Regions from separate parts of the Triticum aestivum genome. Here region 1 is linked to region 2. The links are chromatin contacts, called in public Hi-C maps. All regions are on one chromosome and are shown on one strand. The core of a region is the stretch at or near the end of the contact, and the rest is flanking DNA. Distances in the headings are between cores, read along the strand shown. Region 1 holds the start of LOC123165609. Region 2 holds the start of LOC123170333.

What was found. Hi-C and Micro-C count contacts between places; a contact is called where the count stands out from the background.
Region 1: a Hi-C map of an unstated tissue shows a contact between it and region 2, with 5 times the contacts expected there. The contact joins the promoter of LOC123165609 here to the promoter of LOC123170333 in region 2. A contact is called at or near these places in 5 of 5 Hi-C or Micro-C datasets (leaf, root and an unstated tissue) and 1 of 1 datasets of contacts at active chromatin or transcription factors (leaf).

What each region holds. Positions count from the first base shown.
Region 1 is chr7D:464,297,562-464,304,589 of IWGSC CS RefSeq v2.1, forward strand. LOC123165609 reads right to left here and starts at 5,656. Exons shown (of 5, transcript XM_044583294.1): 1 at 5,241-5,656; 2 at 4,800-4,994; 3 at 4,615-4,713; 4 at 4,469-4,537; 5 at 4,077-4,370. The coding sequence starts at 5,527. The coding sequence ends at 4,274.
Region 2 is chr7D:464,128,325-464,135,089 of IWGSC CS RefSeq v2.1, forward strand. LOC123170333 reads left to right here and starts at 4,412. Exons shown (of 3, transcript XM_044588181.1): 1 at 4,412-4,942; 2 at 6,023-6,106; 3 at 6,592-6,765. The coding sequence starts at 4,777.

The DNA of each region.
Region 1 (7,028 bases), core at 4,406-6,905, 170 kb after region 2:
GATCTCCTCCATTTTCCAGCCATTTTCACATCCAATCCGCAGAATCGGTAGATCTTAGCAATCCCCGGCGGCCTACGGTCATTTTTTTTGCTATGGGATAGTTATGTGTGCGTGTGGGGAGGAGCAGCCATGGTGGGGTGGAGGAGGTGCGGTTGGGGAGGAGGTGATGGTGAGGAGGAACAGTAGCTGTGTAGGAGGAGGTGCGGTTGGGGAGGAGGTGATGGTGAGGAGGAGCAGTAGCTGTGTAGGAGGAGGTGGTGAGGAGGTGCGGCTTGGGGGTTATCCGGTGTTGAACCTCCGGTCGTCGAGGGGGCGGCGGTGGTGTTGTCGTTGTCCGGTGGTGCAAGTACTCCGCGAGCTGGACGGTGCTGCTTAGTTGAAGAGAGGAGCAAGAAGGCGGGGACACACGCGTCGAAGGTATAACAATGTCCTCACAAATTTTCTTGAAGTTGTACAGTTTAGTTAGTTTAGATAAGTCATATATGCGAAATATAGTGTTAAATTGTCTGTCGTGGCATTTGAGCGGATAGTTAGTGCAGTGGGTAATAATTTTATTCATTCTTATTAATGAGAAGATGGCAATGTCTGGCAGGTAAAAATGTCTGAATCGGTAAGTTTGACTGTTTACTACGGCCCTGGTAATGTTCGATATAATGAGTTGGGGTTGATCTTAGCGAGTTTAAAAATGGCATCATGACACTTTCAGACTCGGACAGATTGGACATTAGACAGTTGAAGTACTAGTTAACTACTAGTTTTGAGCTGAATCCTGAAGTATGTTGTGTCAGTATTCATGCATTGTGGACTAAATCCTGTAAAAATGTCAAGTGGGAGTTGATGCCAATAGATAGGAGTCAACATTGGTTGACCCTGTTAAGTCATTGCCGAGACCGAAGAATCCACCCATGTGCCATAGTGCAGCCTGTGCCGAAGGAGGAGAATACCGTACAATTGCACATGGAGTATGAACCCGGCCAGGGGAGTCAAGTGGCTAACGAGATAGGTTTATCCGGGTCACAGCCTCCGGATGTGGATGCTAGCCAACACGAGAAAGAGTCAGACTACGTGCCACACAACATTTGTGGTCAAGATACTGGGCATGTAGTCAGTCGAAGAGCGCAGCCATGCAACTTTGGCCAACCGTTCACGCGAAAAGTTGGGGCTCAAGGACTCTTCGGCCTACGGTTGACCAAAGAGTACTCTTCGGCCTACAGGAGTCTGAAGAGTCCTTTTCGGCCCAGTTGGGGCACTCTTCGGCCAACACGAGGCTGAAGAGCCTTCTTCGGGCAACAGCAGGCCGAAGAGCCACTCTTCGGCCAACCGGAGGCCGACGGGGTGCTAGTTTTGACTTTCTTGCATAAGCACATATAGATTCCGAATTTGCTACAAAAATCATCATAGTTTTGAAAAAAAATCCATCGAAGAGGGGCACCGCTATTTCTGGCTTTTTTTTAGGAAAACTATTTCTGGCTTTAAGCAAGCACAGGGGGCAGCCTCGCGTCGGGAGGAGCTCAGATGGGCCGGCCCACGCCCGACCGAGGCCACAGCCTGTTTTTCTGCTTTTTTTACGTTTTCTGGTTTCGTTTTTGTTTTACTTTGTACTTTTGTTTATACTTTAAAGTATTTTAAATATATATATTACAAAAAACTCTGGAAAAAATATTTGGAAAATGTTGAATAAGTATTTGAAAAATGTCGAACAAGTATTTGGAAAATTTTAATGTAGCATTCAGAGAAATGTTGATCAATGATTCAAAACATGTTGAACAAGTATTTGAAAAATGTTGATCAAACATTCAAAAAATATTGAACAAGTATTTGAAAAATGTTAATCAAATATTTAAAGAAATGTTGAACAAGTATTTGAAAAATATTAATCAAGCGTTCGAAAAAATTGAACATGTATTTGAAAAATGTTGAACAATGAATTTAAAAAATATTAATCAAACATTCAAAAAATGTTGAACAAGTATTTGAAAATGTTAAAAAGTTATTTGAAAACATGTTGATCATCCATATAAAAATGTTAAATAAGTGATTGATAAATGGTGAACAAGTATTTGAGAAGTTTAGAACAAGTATTTGGAAAAATGTTTATCATGTATATAAGAATGTAGAATGAAAAACAAAAAGAAAGAAAGAAAAATAAAAAATTTAGAAGAAAAAAAAGAAACCCAAAAAGAATGGAGAAGAAAAATAAAATAAAAGACAAAGAAACAAAATGAAAAAAAAAGTTGAAAACCAAGAAAGAAAGAAAATCGAAGAAAAAAAGGAAAATGTGTAAAAGCCGGCTCTTTCCCTTCTAATAGGTCATGCCTTATCTACTGTACATGATCTTGAGCTCAGTACAGTTGTTAGCCGCCGGGCAACGAGGAGATCGCATGATCGATCCCAAACGCGCTCACTGGTTTTTAACTCGCCTTTTTGAAAATATGCGCTAGTGGGTTGCCCCATACTGTAGGGCCCGACGCGAGATTTAATCTGTAGCATTGCTTAATGAGATAAATAGCTGCCGCGATCGAAGAGCCGAACTGCTGTGTACAGCATACCGTATAAAGTGGGCCTTGCAATGTGGGCCAGCATTAGGCCTATAGCCGAAAGATCGTCTCTGCTTTTTTTTGTTGGGGGGCGGGGGGGGGGGGGGGGGGGGGGGGTGTCTAAATATACTAATTAAGGGGTACCCCTTGTGAAGCTCACTCCCATCTCTACTTTCGGCCAATAGGTCACTGCATGTATGCCACTTGTCATACCCTATGAGTTTCTCTTTTTTCTATATTTGTTTATTCAAAATGTTTTATTTTTTAAACCGTATGTCCAAATCGCAAATCATTTTCACCGCTGAGTTCTCGCGTCGGGGTCTTAAAAATTAGATCTATGTTAATAGATTTTGATGGATTTTTTACAAAAAAAAACCAGGAAAAAAACCTAGCCAAAAGCATGGTTTATTCACATTTTTCCCTTTTCCTCGCGAAAACAAATATGCGCCTCCATGCGAAGCAAATATGTGTCACTCGCGGGAAAAAAATGTGTTTTCTCTTTTTTGAGGCACGGTTGTGCCTCTCACGGGAGCAAATATGAGCCTCTGGCAAAAGAAGAAAAAATCATGTTTTTTCTATCAGTTTTCCTAAACACGTCTAGATGTGCCATAAGTATTGCACATCTAAATCTTATTTCACTGATCTGTGTGGATATTCTATTTCCTTTTTCTTTTCCCCTTTATGCTTGATTCACTCACTTAGATGTGCAATAACTAAAGTACATCTAGATGTGCCCTAGACACATCCTTTTTCTATTTTTGAGACGCAGAGTTGTGCCTTTCGCGAAAAACATATGCCTCCGTGAGAAGCAAATATATGCCTCACGTAGAAGAAAAAATGTATTTTTTTATCCTTTTTCGAGAGGCATCGCGAAGCAATCCTGTGCCTCCATAAGAAGCAAATATGTGCGTCTCGCAGAAGAAAAAATATTTTCCATTTCTTTTCAAGAGCCACCATTGTGGCTCTCCTGGAAGCAAACATGTGCCACCACAAGAAGCAAACATGTTGCTCTTACGAAAAAATTATGCGTTTTTTCACGCAAAAAAATATATATCTTTTTATCTAAAACACCTTGGGGAAATCGGGCAAAAACCAAAAAAACTATCCAAAACCAGAAGAGAGAATTCCTTATTTGGCCCTCTCTTAAAATTTGGTTCCCTTTTTGGCCCTAGAAAGAAAAATCTTCCTTTTTTGACACTCAAACTTCATTTTGTTCCCTTTGTGACATTTCCGTTAGTTTTGACAACTAACACCGTTAAATACGACATGAAAAGTCCATTTTACCCCTGATGTATTTTGTGACCAAAATTGTGAACTGGAAGTCAAAAGCAATGGCAATATGAACTGGAATATATTACCGAATGAAACAAAATCTGCTATTTAGCATATCCACGTAACAATTTTTTATTCAAATCACATCTTCAATTTAAATTGAAAATTTGGATAAAGCCACCCTTGTATTTTGATGCCATATCCCCTATACAATTCACATATGCACAAATTATCACATATTTGGAGCAGCTTCACATATATGCGAACAAAAGAATCACACATACTTGGCCCAGGTACACATATATGCAAACAATCCATATATTTGGTCCTCCACACACATAAATGTGACATGCAATAGTCCAGGTCCACAAAAGGTTACATATAGTACGTAGAAGTGCCCAGGTCATATAAACAGCTCAAAAGTTTCCAAATGAAACATGATACGGAAAGTAATCACATCAGAATCACAAACTAAGTCTTCGTTTGCTTCGTGTGTTCACAGCAACATGTGTTTTCTTGTTGGCGACATCATGTTCACCACAAATGGGTTGCGTTCTTGATCTAGACATACACATACATCACATATAGTAGCCCAGGTTAAAAATAGAACAATGCATAACATAACACTAGAACTAAATTTCGTAACTACCATAGGCTACCTTTTTGCTCCTCCTGGTCCAAGATTTACCACCTTTCCCTTTTTCCTTATTTGTTTCTCCAAGATTTGGCTATTGTGACAAGAATGTGATTAGAATACAAAATCAAGCTTTCATTTAATTATGAGCATGAGTTTAAAATTGCTAACCTTGGCGGAAAACATATGGCTGATGGAGCATCATCCTCACAAGGCACAATTGATGATTGAGCTGATTTGGTGGTCTTTGTCCTCTTCTTTGGTGGTCCTCTACACGAAACAAAAAAGTAGTTAACATGTACGGTTTTTACAAAAAAGAATGCATGTGAAGCAAGTTATGCAATTAAATTTATTACCTCACAGCTAAAATAGCAGCAATGTCATCTGGGTTACCCTTCTTGAATTTGTGCCAATGATGCCCATAGTCCTTACAAATAGGGCATAAGTGTTGGCCGCTTTTTCTTTTTTTCTCACCGCAACCTTTATACCTCTCAGTTTTAGGCCTACCCGCTGTGGCTTTTAGCAGTGTGGAAACATGAAGAATCCATGGCCTACCAGCAATGTCAGTCGGAATCAATAACCTTATCATGACAAAAGCATTTGATATCCTTCCTAGCTTTTTGGGGGTTGCCAAGCAATTTGATTTTCAGTAAAGAAGTTGAGTTTGGATCCATCCTGTGAAAGCAAAATACCCATCTCTAAGTACACTGATGAGTCTTCAATCCATCTCTAAGTACACTGTTTTATATGAATAGAGGTGAAGCAAATACTCAAATCTAGAGAAGAGAGGCACTTACCCTTCTAGCCATGCCGGAGTACTTGCATCTGTGGCCGTCGCACCTTGACCGCCCTCCACCTCCCCGCCATGGCCGCCCTCCGACGCCGCACCTTGCCTGTCCTCCACCTCCCCGCCATGGCCGCCCTCCGGCGCCGCGCCTTGACCGTCTTGCTTCATCCCGCCATGGCCGCCCTTCGCCTGCCCGCCATGGTCGCCCGAGGACGAGGCCGGTGCAGCGCCGTGGCCTTCCTCCACCTCTCCGTCCATCCCTCCACCCGTAGCAGCGTCGGCCACGCCCTCCTCCATCCGCTCTTCCAGCCTCGCGCCGCCGCTGTGTAGGGTTAGGGATCGAGTCTCTTAGGGATCGAGCAGAAGGGGAATCGGGAGAAGAAGGGCTCGCGACGGTTCGGTGTGCAGGATTTTGTTTTTCTGTTTTTTCTTTCAGCGTCCTACAACAGGGGCAAAAATGACATTTCAAGTCGCGGTTGATGGTGTTAACAGCAAAAACTAACGGAAATGTCAAGGAAGGAAGAAAATGAAGTTGTTGTGTCAAAAAAGGAAAAATAAAATTTTTAGGGCCAAAAAAGGAACCAGATTTTAATAAAGGGCCAAATAAGGAATTCTCTCAAACCAGAAAACATGTACGGAAAATAATCCAAGGGAGCGCCCAGTGTGACACATGGCGGTGGCTGAGAGCGCATCAAGTGGTATGCTCTCAGCCCAACCCAGGTGACGCTTTTTGGGCTCACGCAAGGGCTACCCCTCAACCAGTTGCTGTCAACTGGGGCTTATTTGGCGCCTTAAGCGTGTCGATTCTATTTGACATGTGGGTTGCTGGTTAGCGACTCGCGAGCACCCACCCATCCCCCCCCCCCCTTCAACGCTACGTCAGGTAGGGCCGGCCCCATATAGCTTGTTCCGGTTTTTGGAAGGTTATAGAACCTTCCTCAACCAGTTCTTTTTTTCATTATTTCTTTCATTTTCCCTTTTTATTTTTTCATTTTCGGAACAATTTTAAAAAAATTGCACATAAATAGTGGAAATGTTTTCGAAATCATGAACATGTTTCATTTCGTGATCGTGAACAATTTTCAAATTCATGAACATTTGAATCAATTAAAAAATTTAAATTGATGGATTTTTTGAAATTCAAAAACAGTTTTTGGGTTTTGCGAACATGTTTTAAACAATCATAATTTTTTTATTCACGAAAATTTTCTAAACTTGCGGACATTTTTTGTTTTGGGGAACACCTTTCTTTATAAAATTGTGAACACTTTTTAGCATGCAAACATTTTTTTTAATAAAATTCTTGGACATATTTCGAATCCATGAACATTTTTATTTAAACTCATGAAAATTTTATAAATATGTGGAAAAAAATCCATGAACATTTTATGATTTCTCAAACATTTTATGGGGATTTTGCAACCTTTTGAAACAAGAATAAACAAAGACAGAAAATGAGAAAGAGGGTGCGCGCACGGCGATAAATAGGGACACGACCCACCCACCCCCTAAGCAGGGCGCCCCTATTCCTCGCCTTCAGCGAGTGTAACTCCCGACTCGCTGAAGGGGGCGAGCAATATGGGCCGGCCCTCGCGCGAGCGAGGCCACAGCCTGTTTTTCTTTTCTTTTTTTAATGAGCGATTCGGCAGATTTCGATTCCTTTCCTATATATCCACTTATGTGGTAGTTCATCATATGATTCACATAAAATCCGTCTGTCTAGAGATCGTCATATACATCTAGAAAGTCGTATGCTTTGGAAGAAGCTTGTACAGTTTGGGAAGTGATTTTTTTGAGA
Region 2 (6,765 bases), core at 3,162-5,661:
GGTCAAACCCGCGGACCGGTCATTGGTGACGGATTATCGTCACCAAAGACGATCTTAGGCAAGAGATTTTCCTATCATATGTGTCATTCTAGGCCGTCACCAAAAACGACCGTCAGTGACATTTTTGGGTTCGTCACCTAAGGTGCGATCTTGCGTGACGGAGGGAGTGGTACCGTCAAGATTTTATTTTTTGTGACGGCGCTTCGGTGACGGTGGGGTTGACGGCTGAAAATCGTCACCAGTACATTTTGCATAAAAAACCGGTTTTGTGTGACACAAGTGAAACGTCGTAAAGTAGAGCATTTTTTGTAGTGATTGCACCTTCACCATGGATCCCTCCCATCCTAGCTCTGCTGCTGCTCACGAGCAAGCTGAGGCTGCTAGGGCTGCTAAGCCAACCAGTGGGCCTAGTACTTCTAGTGTGGAGATGCCCAAGACCAAGAGTGATCAGATGACCTATGTACTCTTAGCTACCCAGAGGGTCGAGTAAGGCCTAGCTAACCTTATGATGAACCAGGAGAGCCTAGAGCGGATCATCGAAACTAAGTTCCATTTTCTTGATGTCAAGGCGATAGAGATGGCCACTGGCTTGCAGAACCTTAAGGAAGATGCTGAGGCGCGGTTGAGTGATTCTGATGAGCAGATGACCACATAGTATCGGACACAGCCCATATCAGCTCCCACTATTGCCCCAACCACAATTGTGCCACCCCTGTATCTATACCACTAGTCTAGCAGACTTCATCAGAGGCATTGACATACGGACTTCTCTCCACTCCATTGACCCACACCGGTGCTGCTAGTGAGAGGACTACTTCATCACTAGCTGTCGTGGATCGAGCCTAGCGACGCTTAGCTCTACATCATTCGATCTTTTTTGTAACTTGTTGCCAAAGGGGGAGAGTGATACAATAGATCATTAGGGCTTCAAGCGAGAGAGTCTATCTGTTTTTGCATTTTATTCGATTTGCTTTTGAGATACAATGATTTGCTTTGGATGTAGAACTTATGTGGTGTGCTTGACTGTACTTTATTTGCTTCTCGTGCTACGTATCCTTTGACTATGCTTGATATCATGGTCATTCACGTGTGTGCTTGGTGATGAGTGCTTATTACATTCCATCCATATTCTTTTATGCGCTCCACCAAGATGTAGGTGGCATGGAAGAGTCACCCCATGATCCTAATCGATTATGCATTTGTATTCAAATGCAAAAAAAAATTAATAATGCACAAATTAGGGGGAGCTCTTGCTTATCACATACTTCTCAAAGCGACGATGTTATGCAATGATTATATCTTATGTCAAAGATTTGATCTATATGTTGTCATCAATTACCAGAAAGGGGGAGATTGAAAGTGCAACTAATCCCCAGGTGGTTTTGGTAATTCATAACAACATATTCATCATTTAACTAATGCCTACACAGGGAATCTTTGAGGAAAGTTCAATCTAGGTATGGTGACGAGACGTGAATATGGACCCCTAAAAATGCAAAGGAAAACAATGGCAAAGCTTCAAGACTCTACATTTTTGGTTGAGTGATCCAAGATCACATTTAGTCCACAGGAAAGCCAATACTATTATAAGGGGATGATGTTTTGATCATGATCTATTTGCTCAAGTGCTTATAGTTATTGCACCAAAACCCTCCACACTCTCCCTTCCTTCTATGTCCAAATCCCTAGAGCCTATCTCGGTCCCACCGAAACACATCTAGTCGGACCCACCGAGAAACACTTGACATAGCCACTACCTAAACCCCAGCAACTCGATCCCACCGAGATGACCCTTCGCTCTCACCGAAGAGCACTTGTCGACCTTCTATTGCTTATCGATTTCATGTCAGAAATTTCGAGTGGTTTCGGTCGGTCTCACCGAAGTGTGGAAAGTGATTAGGTCATCACCATTCGGTCCCACCGAGCTGTTCCATCCGGTCTCACCAAAAAGCCTAAAGTTCATACCTTGTGTACTAGTCGCTCTCACCGAGTGTTTTCACCCAGTCCCACCGAGTAGTGCATAAAGGTGTGTAACGGTTGTATTTTTGGTGTTGCCTATATATACCCCCACCCATTCCATCAAGTCTCAAAGAGCAACCAGGACGAAACTACCACTTCCCATATTCATTTTCTGAGAGGGAACCATCTGCACTTGTGTTGAAATCAGGGGCTCCAACCTTTGATCCTTGATTTCTAGCCCCCTCAAGTTGCTTTTCACTCCAATCCTTCTCCTACCACGTAGCCAAATCTGTGAGAGACTGATTGCATGTTGAGGAGACTATCTTTTGAAGAAGAAGAGTGAGGAGTTCATTATCAACAACATCTATTACCTTTTGGAGAGTGGTGTCTCCTAGATTGGTTAGGTGTCACTTGGGAGCCTCCAAGATGTCGAGTTCAACCAAGGTTTGTAACCGCAGGGAGATTGCCTACTTCGTGAAGATTTACCCTGAGTGAGGTTAGTCCTTCATGGGCGTCAGCCATGATGGCATAGACAAGGTTGATTCTTCGTGGACCCTTCGTGGATGGAGCCCGTGGACTCGTGCAGTCATTACCATCCGTGGGTTGAAGTCTCTATCAACGTAGATGTATGATATCACCACCTATCAGAACCACGAGAAAAATCACTGTGTCTTCATTGCGTTTGATCTTCTCCAAACCCTCCTTTACGTTTCTATGCAAAGTCTTTACTTTTCGCGGCCTACTATCTTAGACTTGCATGTGTAGGGTGTGACAAGACTTGTTAGATTTGCTAAAACTTGCTTATAACTAAAATTAGGAAAATGTTAAGTTTTTATTTGTCAAGTAGTCTAATCAGCCCCCTCTAGACATACTTGCGATCCTACAACTTCCACATTAATGTTGACAACCGTGCAACCACTAGTGATGATCTACATGGCCTAGCAAATCTAGCAATCAAAAATCCCCTCTATTCAGAAACCTAGTGGGGGAAGGAGGAATCCAAGCTATCATACGCCTTCTGGAAATCTAGCATGAGGTGGACGCCCCTTTGCCATTGGGCCTTAACCTCGTGGATAACCTCATGGAGTATAAGAATCTCGTCGAGGATTGCCCCTTAATAAAGGCAAACCGGTTAGGTTGTCTGAGTCTATTAGCCAACGAGACAAGCCTAATCGCACACACCTTCGCAAAGATTCAGTGGATCGCATTGATCACTACCATCGACCTAATGTGCTTGATACCCGTGGCCACCCCCCATCATCTTGGGGATCAGGGTTATCACATCGAAGTTTAGGCGGGACATATCAAGCGTGCCAGTGTACAATTCCTGGAACATCGGCATGATCACTACCTTGATATGGTCCTAGAATTTCCATAAGTAGACAATTAACCCATCTGGCCCGGGAGCATAGGAGTGCTTCATGTCCATGACAGCCCAACCAACTCCTTAACCAAGAATGGGAGGTTCTCGATGGCCGAGATCGTGGCCTCAATAGGTCGACGGTCGAAAACCAAGGCAGCCCCTGGCCGGTGTTCCGCCACGAATGAGAATACTCGGCTGTTGCAATCACACGACAAGAACATGACCCACCCTGCCATGGCAGTTCGTCGTTGAGCTCAATCACATCACCCCTTCTCACTATGGTGAGCGAGTATGACATTGCTGCATTTCGCAAGTGGCCAACCATTACGGTCCCTTCCGCCACCGTACGCCGTACTAGTTTCTCTCTCATTAGATCAATCAAGAATTCATTTTTTTCCTATGCGTGGGGATTATCATCCATCTCCGAATGCTAAAGCAACAAAATACATTTTTCTTCATCTTTGAGATTCGTAATCTCTTTTAAGGGGGGTATATCTCCACCCGAAGAAGTCTTTGTATAACGCGGCCAATCTTTTGTGTGTGTGCCGGGGGGGGGGGGGTAACCCTGCCCTCTGCGTTACTTGATGCACACAACCAACAATAAAGCCACCAAGTGGCCGGCTTGGTAAGCTACCAACAAAAAAAGTAAAGCCGCTGACCAAACTAGGAAGTTCTGTTCACCAACCGTAAATCTTCTGCGCACATTTTCATATCATAAATTTTACTCCCTCCGTCTAGGTGTGTAAGTCATCTTAGGCTGCGCACTGCGACCAAAGTGGAGGGGAAAATGAGAGAACTTAATGTTTTTTGCTAATTAATAACATTGCATGCAATGAACTGACCACTGCATGTCGTGTTTGTTGTCTCAAGTCATTTAAAGCATTCATGGCTCACATCTCTTATTGGTTGATATGTCACGAAACAAGAAACGAGATGAGAGTTAATGTACCGCGCCTAAGTGTTTTGGGAATATTTGGTTTTCGTAAGATGACTTACACACCTAGACGGAGGGAGTAATAAAAATAAGTTCAGTTAACCCCACCATTCCTGCAGCGGATCATAAAGTGGTTGCATATTTCTCAGAACGGCAGGGTTAGCATTGGAGCAACCTTCCAACCACCATCACTCCTCACATTCCCATCTCTTGCCCAAAACAAGCAGCTTTGCTCACTCAAACAGGTCCATATGCGTATCTCATACACACGACACAACCAATGAACCTTTTTATGAGCCCATCTCTTCTCTTGCACAAACCCCAAGCCAGATCCGTATATCATGCTGCTTTGCCTCTAGATGTCCACACTGGAAGCCACAGTCCACTCTGCTTCCCCCCTAAAACAAATCATCTCCCGCTGACTCTGCACGTTGCGTCAGATCTCTAGCTCGTGTCAACTCTGAATACCCATGCTACATGTTTGTTTGACCTTGCAAAGTGGAGCAGGAGCTGGGGGGGCATGAAGTTGATCCGCAGGGGCAAGCGTTCAAGGGCGAAGAAGGGCTCGTCGGCCCCGTTGCAATCTACCGGAGATGTTGATGGTGGAAGCGGGGGTGGCTCCAATAGCAGGCAAGTGGCGCCTGAGAACGTCCTCCCGGCTGAATCGGCTACAATCGCTGGCTATGGTAGTGTTCCTTTTCCTTCTCGCCTTGTGTGTGTCTCGACATTCGTAGTAGGTGTGGATCATGGATAGTCTCCCTTTGTTGACTCTCATCAAGCGGGAGCTCAAAGGAGCAGTGAGAAGCCAAGTACTCCCTCCGTCCTAAAATTTTGTCTTAAATTTGTCTAAATACGAATGTAACTAGTTATGTTTTAATGTTAGATACATCCGTATTTAGACAAATCTAAGACAAGAATTTTGAGACGGAGGGAGTAGGTTTTACCCAGCATGGATGATGGTTTATACTCCAGATCGGCCAGGTTGTCTTCTTGATCTTCTGTACGTGTAGAACCATGGCGGTTGCTTTTCCTTAGTTGGTTTGCCTTTTGGCTGTGGCATCCTATTATGCAGAGTCCAGATACCAACTCTGTGTGGTTGTACGGCCTCATAATGCGACGTTTGAGCCAATAAATTTTCTTTATCAAATTTTTTGCTTATTGCAAAGTGGTCATGCATCAATTTTTGGCTTTTGGAATTTAGAAATGGTGGAATTTCCTGAAAAACAATGGCAGATCATATACGCATTTCTTTCTCTAGTTTTTAGCAAATTTTGTCATCGAATCCATGCGTTGCGATATAGCCTGCAACACTAATACTAGATGGTTACTTGGATGATAGCTTCAGTTCAAGCAATTGTCTTTCCCAATATGCAAGCGTCAGTTTCTGTACTGTTCAGGAGAAAAAAGGCTTATCCTACGAAACTATGGCTAACATATAATCAGATTACAGCAAATGAATAATGAAGATTGTTTGCATATGTAGCTCTCCACAGGAAGATTTGCTGCCCTAGTAAAGGGAAGCACCAAGATATTTTGTTTGCATTTCTCTACGCAGAATGTTGGAGCTGATTCCCTGCATCTCTTAATCATGTCAGAAAGTAGGGGCATGCACGTTTCCTCTGCTTTATGATGAACGGCAGGAGGAACGTGGGTCCTACTCCTGCATAATTGTTGTCTAGTGGTTGTTGAGCTATTCTCATCATGGTCATTATTGTGTTTGAACCCAATTGTCATCACGACTAAGTTATCGATCATTTTCCATGCAGGTAGCAGCAGAGATGAAGCTTTCTACGAAGCCTCTCCTTGGTTAGACTCGGACTGTGAAGACGATTTCTTCAGTGTAAATGGAGGTAACGATGTAAAACTAACTCACGTAACTCGTAGCCAGAAAGGAAATTTTCAAGACGTCAGGTGCTGCGAGAAGCACTTTCGCTTTCGGACGCAGAGTTTTTGAACCCGAGCTCAAATGAGCTTGGGTGAACAGTAAAATCGAAACAAAACCGAAAAAACTTTAAAAAATTCCAAATATTTTTTTGGGAGAAACATTGATAAACGTTTTAAGTGCTTGCAAAAATTCATCATGTAATTACATTCCTAGAAGGCGTTGCAAAAAAAAACCTGAAATACTATTTTTAAAAGCATTTTGAAACACTGAATTTGTTTTTTTTGCCACGCCTTACAGGAATGTGATTCCATGACGAATTTTTTTCAAGCATTTAAAACTTTGCCAATGTTTCTCTCAATTTTTTTGAATGTTTTTGATTTTTTTTTTTACTGTTCGCCGGGAGCAGAAAGGCAGCACTTTCGCTTTCTGAACCACATTTGTGTATCTCAGATGGTACACCTGCGAGAACATTCAGCACAACTGCAAGCAACCAGGCCACAGCTGCTGCATTTGAACCTCGGACAAAGCTGCCCACGCTGGAGGCGATCCTCAAATCCGATCCCCTGAAGCCAGCCCCACAGACGAAGAAGCTCGGTGACCTCCTTAAGGAGAAGCAAGAAAGCG